3 separate regions of the Mus musculus genome follow, and regions 2 and 3 are each linked to region 1. Evidence: chromatin contacts called from public HiCAR-type and promoter capture Hi-C data. All regions are on one chromosome and are shown on one strand. Each heading gives the region's core, a stretch centred on a gene start, on an enhancer-like site or on the middle of the called end of the contact. The rest is flanking DNA. Distances are from core to core; before and after follow the strand shown.

Evidence for each region. Promoter capture Hi-C pulls out the DNA fragments that hold promoters and counts their contacts. HiCAR-type assays count read pairs that join an accessible place to other places.
Region 2: a contact with region 1 is called in a HiCAR-type map of kidney, with 4 times the contacts expected there. The contact joins the enhancer-like site here to the promoter of Ces1d in region 1. A contact is called at or near these places in 5 of 39 promoter capture datasets (embryonic stem cells, epiblast stem cells, liver and 2 more) and 1 of 115 datasets of contacts at active chromatin or transcription factors (kidney).
Region 3: a promoter capture Hi-C map of liver shows a contact between it and region 1. The contact joins the promoter of Ces1g here to the promoter of Ces1d in region 1. A contact is called at or near these places in 14 of 39 promoter capture datasets (the 3T3-L1 cell line, 3T3-L1-derived adipocytes, cranial neural crest and 8 more), 1 of 484 Hi-C or Micro-C datasets (liver), 1 of 115 datasets of contacts at active chromatin or transcription factors (liver) and 1 of 9 other capture datasets (adipose tissue).

What each region holds. Positions count from the first base shown.
Region 1 is chr8:93,195,250-93,200,262 of GRCm38.p6, reverse strand. It overlaps Ces1d (carboxylesterase 1D), which reads left to right and starts at 2,459. Exons shown (of 14, transcript NM_053200.2): 1 at 2,459-2,595. The coding sequence starts at 2,544.
Region 2 is chr8:93,352,318-93,357,330 of GRCm38.p6, reverse strand. It overlaps Ces1h (carboxylesterase 1H), which reads left to right. Exons shown (of 14, transcript NM_001370830.1): 11 at 183-330; 12 at 3,759-3,890; 13 at 4,822-4,894. Among named protein-coding and RNA genes, the nearest start is that of Ces1g, 18 kb to the right of the region's middle. Within about 2 kb of position 1,985, at least 1 of the 459 cell types and tissues checked has an H3K27ac peak or open chromatin away from gene starts, as enhancers often do. A contact at or near this core is called in kidney, where this site is marked.
Region 3 is chr8:93,335,313-93,340,325 of GRCm38.p6, reverse strand. Ces1g (carboxylesterase 1G) reads left to right here and starts at 3,117. Exons shown (of 14, transcript NM_021456.4): 1 at 3,117-3,223. The coding sequence starts at 3,172.

The DNA of each region.
Region 1 (5,013 bases), core at 1,210-3,709:
CCCCCCCACACACACACACACATGCACACACATACACCACATAAAAGAACCAGAATTGGGGTTTCATCAGACTAGCAAAACCCAACCACACTCCTGTTGATTCACAGATACCATTTATTCAGTTTTTCTTTCCTTTCCTTTCCTTTCCTTTCCTTTCCTTTCCTTTCCTTTCCTTTCCTTTCCTTTCCTTTTCTCTCCTCTCCTCTCCTCTCCTCTCCTCTCCTCTCCTCTCCTCTCCTCTCCTCTCCTCTCCTCTCCTCTCCTCTCCTCTCCTCTCCTTTCCTTTTCTTCCCTTTTCTTTCCTTCTTTCTTTCTTTCTTTCTTTCTTTCTTTCCTTCTTTCTTTCTTTCTTTCTTTCTTTCTTTCTCTCTCTCTCTCTTTCTTCCTTCCTTCCTTCCTTCCTTCCTTTCTTTCTTTCTTTCTTTCTTTCTTTCTTTCTTTCTTTCTTTCTTTCTTTGGTAGGCATTGTATCAAATATTAAATGCAAAAATGACAGACTTGGAAAAGAAAAATTCCACTAACAAGAGACAACATGATCAGCCCATGTTGACTGAGTGTTGGACACAAGTGTTGGATCAAGCAGACTGGAAATTTCAAATAAGTGTATAGGAAAAGCACACGCCCTGCAAGTGGGGTGTCTTCAGCAGAGACAAAGACACAATTAGAAAGAATTAGAGTCTGAAACTGCTACTCTGGGAGAACTGCTTCCACCATTTTCATATCTCATGAGCTCACGGCAAAACTCTGCCTGGGAGTCAGCCTCGAGAGTTTGTTTCCTCCAGACGAAAAGAAAAACAAGCAAAGCAAAGCAAAAGAAAACACAAACTCACAACAACCTACTGAGAGTAACGTGCAGCACGAATCCAGCCAATAAACCCAGAGTAATGTGCAGCAGGAATCCAGCCAGTAAACCCAGAGCGAGGCAGTGTGATTGAGCTGGAGACTTGCCAGTACACCCAGTGGCCAGTGGCCAGGAAGGATACAGTTTTAGTCTACCTCTCCCCCATCACACTCTGTGTCTGTTGTGCCAGCACCACATATCACAACTCCACTCCTCCTAGCGGGCAAAACAAACCTGTGCATACCACCCTGATGTATACCACCACCAGTTCAGCCCAGGTATGGCTGTAAAGATAACAGTGATGCTGCCTGTGCCAGCTTATTCTAGTGATCAAGGTCTCTGAGGGGTTTCAAATGACTCCAGTCACAAAGTACCCTGCTGCTCATGGTGAGAAACTCAACTACAATTTGTGAGATTCTGTGCTCTCCTTCCACTGTGTGAATTTAAGTACATTCATTGATGAAATAGAGGGAAGAGGGAGAAGGTTGAAAAATTCCTTAAATGAAATGAAAATGGAGATACAACATACAGAACCCAGATAAAACAGAAGTACTTCGGGAGGAAATTCTATATCATGAGTAACTACAGTCTCATGTCTTTAAGAAGATATAATTATGCATCAAATGGACTTGAACCCTTCCAGAGCTGTAGAATGTCTATTATTTTATCAGCTCACTACTATTTTACGTCAACTATTTTTTTCCAAAATGGATCTGTCAAAGAGATTTGATCTTAAAGAAATTAAAGATTTCTAAAATCAAACAAATAACTTAGTAATGCATCCTGAGAACTTAAAAATAAATGATTAGATGAAAGAACCAAAATACACACCAGAGGAATGAAAAGAGGTACCCAAACATGAAAGTATGAAGAGGCTACACTGCTGGAATAGGCTAGGGTCAGCAATTGCATAGATGCACTGACCCACCTGCTGTTGTACACTCCCATGAAAAGGGAGGCCATGCGCTTTGGCAATGTTTGAAGAATCAGTGTGTACGTGTATGCATGGATGGTTAGAAGCAAGGATTGTTGCCAGCGGAGTTTGTTTCCTACATGAACATTATGTCCAAAGGTTCTTTCTCTGGTAAACTTCCTTGAACCTAAGTATGCACCGTGCCCAGCCAGGTCACTTGGCAGGAATACTACAAACTTAATTTAGGAATCCTCTAAAGGTTGGTAGAGTGTGAGTTCCCTTCCTAACTCGAGAGTATGGATTCTAAGACATGCAGGTCCAGGAAGGCTGTGAAATGTGTCCGTCCTCACATCCCAGCTGAGCAGAGCTTTGTAGAAGGACCCCAGAACAACACTTCCCACTACCTGCAGGCACCTGGCTGCTGCTGTCTGCTCTTGAGAGGTCAGGGTGCACTGAATTGAGGTGAGAGTGCTGCAGGGAGAGGTGCTTATGTAAGAAGCTGTTGGATGGGTTTCTGGCCACTTGTAATCTGAGTACTGGGCACTGACTGTTCAGATAAAAGTGGGTAAACTCCTAGTGGGCGTGGCTTGGAGGGCCCAACTGACACCCAGAGAGCTCTTTGGAAGGAAGAGTTTTTTTTTTTTTTTTTTTTTTTTTTTTTTTTAAGCTTAGATTACATAACTGAGCTGGTTGAGCAAGACTTAAGGAGGCGGGTCCCCTGGTCCACAACAGAAGCATTGCTAAAGCAGCAGATAGCTCAGAGACCCACAGAGCCCTTGTCCTTCCACAATGGGCCTCTACCCTCTGATATGGCTTTCTCTTGCTGCGTGCACAGCTTGGGGTAAGTTCTTCTGGGTTACAAATGTCTGTGTGTACATTTTCAGTCTTTGTTCTGGGCACAATGGGCAATGCTGTGGACAAAATAGTCCAGTCCCTTGGTGAGTTTTGCTTTCTGCACTTGAAGGGGTGCATCAAAGTCCGAAGAACTTGACTCCCACAGAGACAGAGAGGAGGATGGACACTGGGATACCCAGCTATAGGAGGCACAGGAGAGCTGAAGAAGGATCAGGCTGCTTCCCTGTGATTCTTTGTCAAGTTGCAAGCAGGTCAGAGAGAGAGAGGCTGAGCAGAACATGGAAAGCATAAACTCAGGAGCCAGCCTTATATCTGGCTCCTAATCAATAACTCCAACTTGATATCCTAAAGTTTGCAAAGCCTGGGTGATACAGTGACTAGGGAACCCCCACCTTTAAAGCAGAGATGACAGGAGTGCCTTTTTCACTGAGGACAAAAAGAGCGGTTGCTTCTGCTCTGGGTCCAGAGGGTAAGTTAGGTTAAAAGGTAGGCAAAAGGTTTGGCTGAAAACGTAATGGATTAATAAAAATTACAACGTGCTTAAATCAGACAATTGAGATGATGGTGTTACACTGAAGCTCCCACAAGGCAGGGACAGGTCACAGGGATGGTGTAAAAGAGGAAACAATGAGGTTAGTCAGGAGGCCAGGGCAGCGGAGAGACCGGGCAAGCAAGAGCCATTGTTGTAGTTTCACCTGAAAAGAAGAGAGGAGTGAGGTGGCATGGGGTGGAGGGGGCGGTTACATGGAGTTCTTTGGGAGGTTTGGGGGATATAGGACTTTGTTTGGGTTTTTTGATGACTAGATCTTAGAGATCAGGACAGGTGGGTGGCCCAGGCAGGAGACTTAGATAAGGTGGGGGATGGGACCCACATTAGTTACACCCTGGGGATTCCAGTTCCCCCAGCCTGTAATGTCACCCTGTTTTCACCTTTTTACAGTCAATGCTTGGTGCTTTGAAATCTTGCCTGCTCTCCTGGCAAGGCCTCTTTGAGAAATTATGTAAAGAGAATGAATGTGCCTGGGCACAGAGCAAATGTTCCGTATTGCACTCTGATATTACACAATTTTAAATACATAACTACATAATATTTGTGCCATTGCTGTATATCCACTTGACGCAGGAATATGACCCCAGATAATCTGTTTCTACCCACTTCACGGTGGACCATCACCGAGCTGACAAAGCCTACCCCAGGCGTTTCTCCTCAGGCTTCACCCTCCTTCACCTCTTAGAAGTGCTGAACACATATCAGCATCTTATCCCATTCTCCATGGTCTTTCAGAATATCGTAAAGTAGATTTTGTATGTACATGTCTACCAGAAAGTTCATCGTTCTTTGTAATAACTAGTAACAACAACTTGAATATTCACAGTATGCATCTGGCTGTTGATAGCATGTGACATAGAGGCTGGATTCCAATGAGGAGTTTTCAGTTCTAGTGACCACTTCCCACTAAATTTGGAAATTTCCTGTCTTTTCTGGCCACAAGCTTTGAGGAAGAATGACATCTTGTCTAAATTCAAAGGCCCTACCCAATGAGGGATGTTCTCACAAACTGAGGCCCCTGAGGTCAGACAAAGAGGACACCAGGGGAGCCATGACCAAGTGTCTATAAGTCCACCAACCATGTAAAGAAGGACCAAGTTGGTTTGTGCAGGTCCCACAATGGATAGAAGAAGAGTGAGGATACTGCAAAGACTGTCTGTTCTACAAGAATAGAGGCAGTAGGGTAAATGTTTTTGATGCCCAGTCTCTCTTACCTGGAAGACCATGCTCAGAACCCCCAAGAAGGTTTTAGAAGTGTGTTGTCTGCTTTACCACAGAGCTATTTCTGCTGCTTATTTGTTTGCTAAGTAAAATCCAGCCCCTTACTCAGTCCTCCAGGGTCTTCCCTGGTGTGTTCTTTCTCTTCCAGGATTACCTTTCTCTGTCCTGGACTCCTCCTGGTGACAGTCATAGGGCACCCACCCTTCCCAGCTTGGCTGTGTGCTGTCTGTGAGCCACAGCACCCTTTCTCATTCCTGCAATGTCATACCCACCTCTCTCATCCCCTTAGCCTCTCCCCACACTGTAAGTCACAACCCTTGTGTGACCAATCAGGAGACATCACTTTCTCTTCCAACTGCTGTATCCCCTTCCTGGCTCTACCCCAGGACAAAAATCTTATGCATCTCAATATTAAGTCGAGTGTATCTGTTGCCATGCCTGCAAGGTGAGCCCTCCTGAGGACAGGGAGGGCTCTTGTCCATCTTCTCACCCAGCTCAGCAACAGGATCCTAGTGGATGAACATTTCCAGTGGAAACCAAAACTCATCTTCATACTTGGTACCTCTCTTTCTGTAGTGACTTAGGCTGGATGCTTTTAAGACACCAATACACGTTAGTCTTTAATCAGTCCTC
Region 2 (5,013 bases), core at 736-3,235, 160 kb before region 1:
GGGATTCTGTACCTATTTTTTTTCCAACTTTCTGATTCTATCACCTCAGAAGGGATTTATACAGGGCCCAGAATTTCACAATTAACCCAGCCTTCGCGATTGGCTAGAAACAAACAAACAAACAAACAAACAAACAAACACACTGATCAGTTGGAGGTGGTCACTTTCTTCATCTGTTTCAGAACATACCAGAGGATGGAATTCCAGTTGCCATTGAGAAATACTCAAAAGGCACAGATGACCCCATCCAAAATAGAGTCTGGCTCCTACAGTTGATTGGGGATGTGATGTTTGGTATACCATCTGTGATTGTGTCTCGTGGCCACAGAGGTGAGTCAAACAGGTTGTATGGAAGCCAAAGACCTGCTTTGATCTCTATATATTTCACCTCTCAGGATAGACAAATGAAAGCTTCTTGTGGTGGAGGCCTCAGAGTTTGCTTCAGGAAGGACTCTGTTCTGTTCAGTTTCTGTAAGTAGTGGAATCCAATGGTGAGATGTAGATGTGAGCAGTGAATTCATGAGTTTATCCCAGGAAAGGTCACTGATGGAGATGAGGAGTGACCTAGGAAGGAGATGGAGGCCAATCAATGATGCACTGCTAAGCACATGCCCCCTGTGTGCATTTGGTGCTGCAGAACTCTGAGAGTAATCAGAAGATAGGTCTTAGGGTTATTCCATCTGAGCCGTGGGGGAGGGTTACTTACTAGTCATTGGTGTGCTTTGATTTGCTGCACACATAGACAAAATAGTTTATAGTGACCAGGGAAAACCTTGAGACAAAAGGTCTCCTGGTGTTACCAGTACTGGATATAGAAGAAGTCAGGCTTCTTTGCCCACGCAAAACACCTAACATAAACATGATGAAGGGAGAGAGACTTATTTGGGGCATGGTTTCAGTGTGCAATGATTAGATAGATTCTACTGTTGTGTCCTTGGGGTGAGACTCGACATCATTTTGGGGAGCACAGTGAAGCACACATGCTCATTTCATGGCACATAAGAAGCAAAGAGAAAGTAAGATGAAGGCGGTGGTCAGTAAAGCTGTATTTCCAAGGACTTGCCCCTAGTGGCACGATTTACCTTTAATATGTGGAAATACTATATGATGTTTGTTTGCTGATTTCCTTTCTCTGCTTTAATGTATTCTATTCACTTATTATTTGTAAGTACTTGGGGAGTCTATAGGGTTTCTACCTGTAGAAATGTGCTGTCCATGGACATTGTTGCACACACTGATTTCCAATTTGGATGCTTTCTTTTCCTTTTGTCACTGGTTGAGGTAGCCTTCCAGCCCTGTGCTGAATCAAAGGTATGTGCAAGGTAATCTTTGTCTTGTTCCAAGTTTTAGAGAAAAATATTTTCCTTGTTGTGGACAATGTTGGCACAGGGACTCTTGTATATTACCTTTATTATGTTAAAATACACTCTATCTCTCTCTTATTTGGTGAACACTCTTACAAAAGTTGAATTTTATCAAATACATTTTTATGCCTGTAATGAGGTAACTGTTTTTGTCTCTCTGCCTGTAACATGATATAGCACAGTTCCCATGTATGTTAAACTGGTATGTATCACAAGTCCAAGTTTGACCATGGTAAATTATCTTTCCAATATGTTGTTAAATTGGTTTGCTGGTGTTCTGCTGAGTATTTTTCCATATATGTTTATTAAGGACTTTGGTGTAGTTTTCTTTTCTTGTAGCACTTTGCCTTATTTTTAAATGTGTGTTATTATGTCTTCCTGGGAAAGAAACTGGAAATGTTCTGTTTACTTTTGAAGAGATTTGATGAGAATTTGAGATATTTGGTTCTCAGTTCTTTAAATATTTGTAACTACCCTTTGGGGAAATCATTATTTTTTTCTCAATGAAAAACTTTAATCATTAGCTCAAGTTCATTCATCATTAATCTCCAGACTGCTTGTTTCTCCTTAGTTCAGCTTTGGTGGGCTTTATTGAATTAATAGTTTACCTGCTTCTTATGTGTGATCCAATCTGTGTTCCTATTATTGTTTGTAATAATATCACATTATCCGTTGAATTCCCATGGCATCTAGTGTAAGGTCTCTTTCATTTATGATTTTCTCTATTTGATTCTCCATTGATTTTTTTTGGGGGGGTGTTTGTGGATCTAGCTAAACTTTGCCTTATTTTTTATCCTAAAACAAACAAACAAACAAAAAACTTTTAAGCCTTGATACTCTCAGAAATCTGTTTCTCTCTGCCTCCCACCCCTCACCACTTCTCTCTGGCTATTTAACTCAGTTCCTCCGACATTTTAGATGAGCATTCTGCCATTGGCTGCAGTCTCAGCCCTCATAGGGAATCTCTGTCTGACCTTCATTTGCTCCCTTCTTTAGCTTTAGGCTTAGTTTGTTCTAGTTCCTGGGCTCACACCACGAACTTCATATCTTTTATGTCAGAATTCATATCATTTTGCAAGGACAATTTATTTTAGCCATAGATTATTTGTTTTAGATAGAGTTGTCAGTGCTACTTTTATCTTTTAATGTTAGGACTTGGGATCCACTTGCTGTTTGCATGACCGTTACAGTTCTAGTGTGTCCCAGATTCTATTTAAATCTTTGACATTTGAGCTAACAGGTTTCATGTTGTTCATTAATATCTTTTTACTTCACCTTAAAATCTCTACGAATTTTTATAAGACATGTCTATAGTTCTCAATTGCATATGTTTTTGTTTATTTATTTCTGTTACAAATGGCATCTTTATACACAATGGTATCTCCGAGACATGAAAGATTGATTATTCCATCTCTGCATATATTTAAATTTTAATAAGTTCTGCCACAGAGAAACTTGTATATTCATTTTTATTACCACACCATTGACAACAAAGAAGTAGAACTAGCCTAGATGTTCAAAAATGGATAAATGGAGTAAACAAAACGGGGTATATACACAATGAAAGTTTATGAAGAAAATACACATGATAATTTCAAGAAAATGGATGGAACTGAAAATCAGGCTAAGTGAAATAAAGTTGGCATAGGAAGACAAATATGGTGCATATCCCCCTATATGTAGAGGCTAGATTTACATTTTTATATATGTGTGTATGCGGGGAGAAACTAGATAGAAATAAAAACAAGAAGAAAAGAGGAAATGTTAAGCAAGGGAAATAAGGAAGAGGATGATATTATACATGTGTTCTGAAAGTAGAATAAATGGTATTGTCAGAAGGAAGAGGACAAGCAAGGATATAGAATGAGTGTGAAGGAGGGCAGTGGGGGAAAGAAATTAATCAAACCCAATATGTATGGAAATATAACAATGAAACCTATTACTCTTATGCCCACTTATAGCATTAAGCAGTTAACGAATTTTAAAATGTAATATTAGTAAATATTTTAAAAATCATAACTAACACTTTCAAGCAACTACTTGAATTTGCTTTACACTCCTGGAAATGAGTGAGCAAATCGTGGGGAATGTTCAGAGTCTGAATGGGAGACACTTAGTAGGCTGTAGATTTTCTTGTGAGCCAGCGCCTTCCCATTACTACCTATCTGCTTTGGTTTTGGGTGCATTTTCTTCCTTAACTTTTATGTCCATGAATGTCTGACTCAAATACCACCTCTACCTGCTCTTGTTAAGCAGCCTCAAGCACATTCAGGTGATTCACTGACAGAGTTCTGCTTTGCTGATGACCAGAGGGTCCTTCACCAGTAGAAGCCTTTATAGCATCCAAGCACACACCTAATCAGATGAACTGTACACGACTCCATGTCTTCCCAGATGCTGGAGCCCCAACCTACATGTACGAATTTCAGTCTCGTCCAAGCTTCTCATCAGAATTGAAACCCAAGACAGTGACTGGAGACCATGGAGATGAAGTCTATTCTGTCTTTGGTGCCCCGATTTTAAGAGGTAATGGTGCTTTGATCCCTGTGTGCTTGTGATTCCAGTCTGCCTCCTGTGGCCCTGAGAACATTTCTCCTCTCTTAATATCCATTCCCCAACTCACAGTGACAGGAATGAGCTAAACTGTCAAGTGCCCAGCCTTTCTTCCACACCAGCATACACGATGAAATGTATATACTCACAGACAACAAGCAATACTTTGCATCAGGATGCTGGCCACTAATATAACTCAGAAAAATAAGTCACCGAAGTTCCCCAACTCGAAGATACAAATGCCACTGTTTGATTTCTCATTTAAAATTACATATTAGAATGTGAGTTAGGATAAGGTCAAGCTGTTGCCGACTATGAGTCAGATGTCATGTGCATGAATTTGTCTATATGCATACTTACTTATCTAAAAGTTATGTTTTACTTATATTATAGCTTATAATATATTACTTAAAGAAATTCTTTTGCAAACCTCTTTAATACCTGAATTCTCAGCAGTTCATGTGATTTGGCCCACTTCAATGTCTACTGTGACACACTCTGGGCATCTACCAGATGTGTAATTAGATGTGTTTTAGGGTGTCTGTTTCTCTAATATATATTTATTATATATTATATATACATATATACACTTATATATACATATATAGGTGTATATATAAGGTGTATAATAATATGTATTATATATACATATATAAGCCTATATATGTATAGATAATATGTATCATCTATACATATATACATATACATACATACACACACACACACACACACACACACACACACACACACACACACATATATATATATATATATATATATATACATACATATATATATATATATAATAGCAACCCAATATGCATTTCATATATATAGGTGTAGATATATATTAATATATACACATTATACATTGTATGATATATTTTTATCTTATTTCCCACAGAGGGTTCCTCAGAAGAAGAGATTAACCTCAGCAAGATGATGATGAAATTCTGGGCCAACTTTGCTCGGAATGGGTGAGTCTAGTACAAAGACTTTACTAAGATACTGGGCAAGATGGAACCGCTGGGAAGGAGTAGGTTTTAAAATTTAAGTGATCAAATCCCACCTGTGGTCACAGTGCTCTGACAATTGT
Region 3 (5,013 bases), core at 1,868-4,367, 140 kb before region 1:
TGAATGAGACATGGTAAGTATTTGATAAATCATTTCATCTGTGGTGGTTTAACTGTGAAGGCTCTTGGCAAATGATTCATCATCACCATTGTCATCATCATCATCTTTATTTTTTTTCTATTTTTTTGGTTTTTCGAGACAGGGTTTCTCTGTGTAGCCCTGGCTGTCCTGGAACTCACTCTGTATTCCAGGCTGGCCTCAAACTCAGAAATCTGCCTGCCTCTGCCTCCCAAGTGCACTGCCTGGCATCACCATCATCTTTATTATGTTGTTTTACTGTTATATTTATGATCTGTCTGTTGATAAGAATAGAGTATTGAAATGAAACACTGTATTTGTATGTAGACTTGTCTATCCCTTATGTTCAGTGATGTTTGGTTTATAAAACTTGGTCTAACAGCATTTAGGCAAGTAAATATTTACTATTGTTATATCAGCTTTGGATATTGTGCCTTTAATAGTATGTGGTAACCATTTTATCTCTTCTTATTAAATTTGGCTTGGGGTCTACTTTGTCTGACACAGCAATGGTAAGTTCATTTTTCCTTGCTTGGTAAATCATTTTCTCACTGTCCTCTTCCAATGCCTGTGTATGTTTATCACATAGTTGGCTGCTTTTCTGTTGGGTTTGAACATTTTTTTTTTTACCTTCTGTCTTAGTCACCTTAGGAGATCATTGGCTTACCAAGTTGAACATACTTGAGTCTTTCCTGGTTCTCAGTTGTTTATTATCTATTCCTCTCACAAAGTTCATTTCCCCCCCCCCCGCCCCCCGGGTTCCTGTGTTGTTTGTGACTGTCTTGTCCTTCCTCTGTGTTAGAACTTCCCCACTCTCCTTTCCTCCCTTTAAGCCATCAGTTCTCAAACTGTGGGTAGTGGCCTATTGGGGGGTTGAATTATCCTTTCTCAGGGGTCACATATCAAATATCCTGCATATCTAATATTTATATTGTGACTTATAACAGTAGCCCAGTTCCAGTTATGAGGTAGCAACGAAAATAATTTTATGGCTGGGGGTCATCACAACACAGTTGCTTACCTAAAACCAAGTTACTTGTGTGTATGCTTTCAGGGCTGATCATTTGGTGTTGGATAGCCAATTGTTGTGTCCTTACCCAGGTTAGCCTGGTTCTGTGCTCCCAACTCGTTTTAGTTGTGTCTTTGTTTTTAAACAGCTTAGTTATATTACAGCCAAGGAAATAAAGACATTTAGAAACAAATTAATCTGTCTTCACCTGACATTCAGCAGAGACTATTACCCTAACAGAAAATGGATTTCTCTCTTCCAAAGGGCTGCTGGGTCTTAGATCTATAGTATACATGCTATTTTCACATGTGGGATTTAGAATTGTGTGTGTGTGGAGGGGGCGAGGCAAGGAAGGGGAGAGGGAGGGAGAGGACAGTAACTAGAGATGGGACTCTTATAAATGAGGAAAATATCCTTAGAGAGTTGAGATCATTGAAAATCTTGAAGGCTCGACTGATTCAAGGCTTTCTCAGAAGCCCTAATGTATAGAGAAGGAACATAGCTCTTTCTCTAAACCAGGAACAAGTTTGGCAGAGCCAGTAATAGCCTGAACCCAGGGACATGAGAGCTTTTTCCTGATGTAGGAGAAGGAACACATTTACTTATCTAAAACCAAGAATTTACTTAGTAGAGACATTAATGGCTTGGATCCAGCACCTTGGGGAAGCTGTGGCTTTGGATCCTGAAAACCTAATTCTTCCTTCTATATTTATGGTTACAAGTCCCAATGCCACTGTGTGTTGGTCTCAAGCTTTTCAGATACCCTGCATTTCTCTTTTGCAACATTGCTTGATTAACTTCCTGCTGACTTCATCTCATTGTAAGATTGTTTCTGCTGGCTCTATCTGATTTCTCTCCCAGGGATAGTATATAAGATGCTATACTTCTTAGTAAATTTGCTTGGCATAACCCACTGCTTGTGTAAGATTTCTTAAGCCCATCTTTTCTATCTCCTTAACTCTGACACCCTGCACCTTGTTTCTCAGGACTCTATCATTCAGGAATGAATTGCTGGCCTAGGTCAGAAACCCACATGGCACAAAAGCTCAGAGGTTAGCCAGCTGGGAGGAGAACAGGGATAAACAAGAAGGGTGTGCGAGGGCAAAGTGGGAGGAGGACAAAAAAGGAAATAAATTTAAGGCATATTTATGAAAGTGCCACAATACTGCCTACAAATGATTTTAAAGAAGATACTGTAGACCCTTAGGCAGAACAGAACCCCAAACACATAGCTAAATTAGAAAATGATGCTGCACATGTTGCCTTGGTTACATGAGTGTGGGGCAGTTTAGTCTCTCACTGAAGAAAACTACATTCACAGATATCTGGGGGTGGGGGTGAGGGTGGTAATAGAGTGCTAGGCTTGCAGTTTTCCTTTCCCATTTTCTTTCCTGTAGAAGGAAATGCTAGTCATTGTGGTTAATGTTTGAATAATGGACGGATAATGAATAGGCAGATAATTAGACTATGGAGGGATACCTACTATGGGGAGAAACTGTCTCCAAACCCCTGTTCTTTAAAATAGTGATCTCTCTGACCTTAGAGTAGAGTAGAAGAAGACAGAGCACTTGATAGGAGTATTGTAAGGGCAGTATTTAGACATCAGCAGACCCTGGATAAAGTATAAAGACCAACCATGGGTCTAGAACTCAAGGAAGCACAAGCCCAGGGATGCCAAGAGATGTATTCAGATCATGGATCTGAGATGTTTGGAGGTTTTGATTTGTTCTAAAATTTATCATTGTTTACTGGAGATGTCAAATCAAAGCTTTTCCCTGTCTGAAGGCCTGCTGTGCTACTCTCTGCCTTTGGGAGGCCGACAGAACACTGAGGTTTGAATTCCAAAGGGGAGAAACATTATGTAAGATGTTCCTTGGTTAGTTTATGGACCTCTGTTATCTGAGAGCTGTCCAATGGCTGGTCAAATAAGAGAGAGAGTTTGTTTAAACTCTAGGTCGGTGTGACTAAGAAGTCCCATTAGGCGCCCAGAGAGCTCTCAGTCAGGAATTTTCATTTGGTGATTCTATGCAAATTGGCTTAGTGGGCAGGATTTCAGGCATGAGTTTATAGCTGTGGGGCAGGATCAGTGCATTATCTCCACCACCAGACACCTCACTAGACCCCAGAGCTGCTATTCTTCCATGATGTGGCTCTGTGCTTTGAGTCTGATCTCTCTCACTGCTTGCTTGAGTCTGGGTGAGTACTTCCGGGTGCACATTTGAAATTCTTTGTCCTGGGCCTTGGTGAATGCAGATGCATTCAGGAAAATTAAAAACAGATCCCATTTCTTAGAGGTGTTCATCCGCCAGACATGGACAGAATACACCAGTTACTCTAAGCTGAGGGCTTTGGAGTTTTATGTCCTTGAGTGAGGAATTTAATTTTGCCGTGCCTGCTTCTTCCCCATTGGGTTGCAGTCCAGTGTGAAATGAACAATTTTCTGTAACACTCTGAATACCGGCTGGTCTAGGGGATATTATATATATATATATATGTGCTTTAAAGTAGAGTATATCCATAGGAAGTTTGACTTGTAGAATTAGCCAAGAACTGTTGAGCATTGAAAAGGTAATTTCTTCCTGAAAATTTCCCGAAAAGGGGTGGGGCAAAGCAACGAAGTTATGGCAGAGGGAGATGCACTGGGTTATTAAGAAGGCTGAGGCAGAATGGAAGCTGCTGTCAAAGGTCTTTGTCATGGTTTACCCTGGAAAGAAGAGGGGAGACAGGGGACAGTGATGTAGCCTTTCCTAGTTGGGATAATTTCAGAGAATTTGAAGATTTAGAAGTTAGTCTATAAATTTCTGATATACATCTCCAGATCATTGCGTAACTCTTTCCTCTCATTATAGAAGTGTCTACTATAGCATAGAATCTTGGAAGTCACACAAAATAGCAATGCTGTTACCTATGGACATTTTAACACATATGTGTCTCAGGAAAGATACCTCATTGTGTCTGGTAACCTAAAAGCAAAGAGACTAAGCATAGGGCTTTCCTCAGTGCATGGCATGATTTTTTTATAACACTGTTTATAGCACTATCAGCTACTCTTGATAACAGACACTCTCAAAACTATGGTGGGCTTGTTGCATTGTTAAATCATTGGCCTTGAAGGAAAAACATCTCAAATAAAACATACCTTAAGTCAGAGATCCACAGCAGGCAGAAAGAGAACAAATGAGAAGCTGTGGGGAGATGAGGGAAAGACTTCACAGAGCAAGAATAGAGCTGAGGCAGTAGTTATGCAAAAGTCCAATACCCAAATTTTCTCCCTCTGCATGATCATGCTTAATGTTATGACTCGCCTCTTCTAGAACCTGAGTGATCCCATAGCTATTTATTGTGATTATTTACCCACTACATAAAGCTCCTTAACTAGGTATTTGGTATCCTTCTTTACACATCCCCAATAACACAGGATTATAATCTCTCCCCTTGGACTGACCTGGTCATATTCATATGCCATTTTCTTTTCCCAGAAGTGCCTTGCATGGTGCTGTCTCTAGCCCTCTGTGCTCCATGCTTATTCTTCATTTACTCTCATTTTGTCATCTCCCTGCTCTTCTCTGAGTCTGATGTTCTCAATGATGACACCAGCCAAAAGGCCTCATTCATTCTAATTTCTGTATCTCTCTTTTCCTTCTCGAAAGTCCCAACCTCTTTATTATCTGAAGAAAGTGTGTCTGTGGTCCTTCTCATGAGGTCATCCTCCCAAGGGTTGGGCCACTGTTGGTCATTGTCTCATTCAGCACACAGCTCAGCACTGAGATATGGATAAATGTCTCCAGCGGTGTCTAAGAGAGAAAGAAAATGATATGTTTATTCACAATGGACTTTTTTTTTTTTTTTTTGCAACTACTTTGGTTAATTTTATACATCCAGTTCCAATTTTCTCCTTCCATCATCCTTCTGATATAGGAAGAAAATTTCCTTCATCTTACATGAAAAGAAGCCATGGCCTAGAGGGTTGAGGTAGTAGTTAAGCT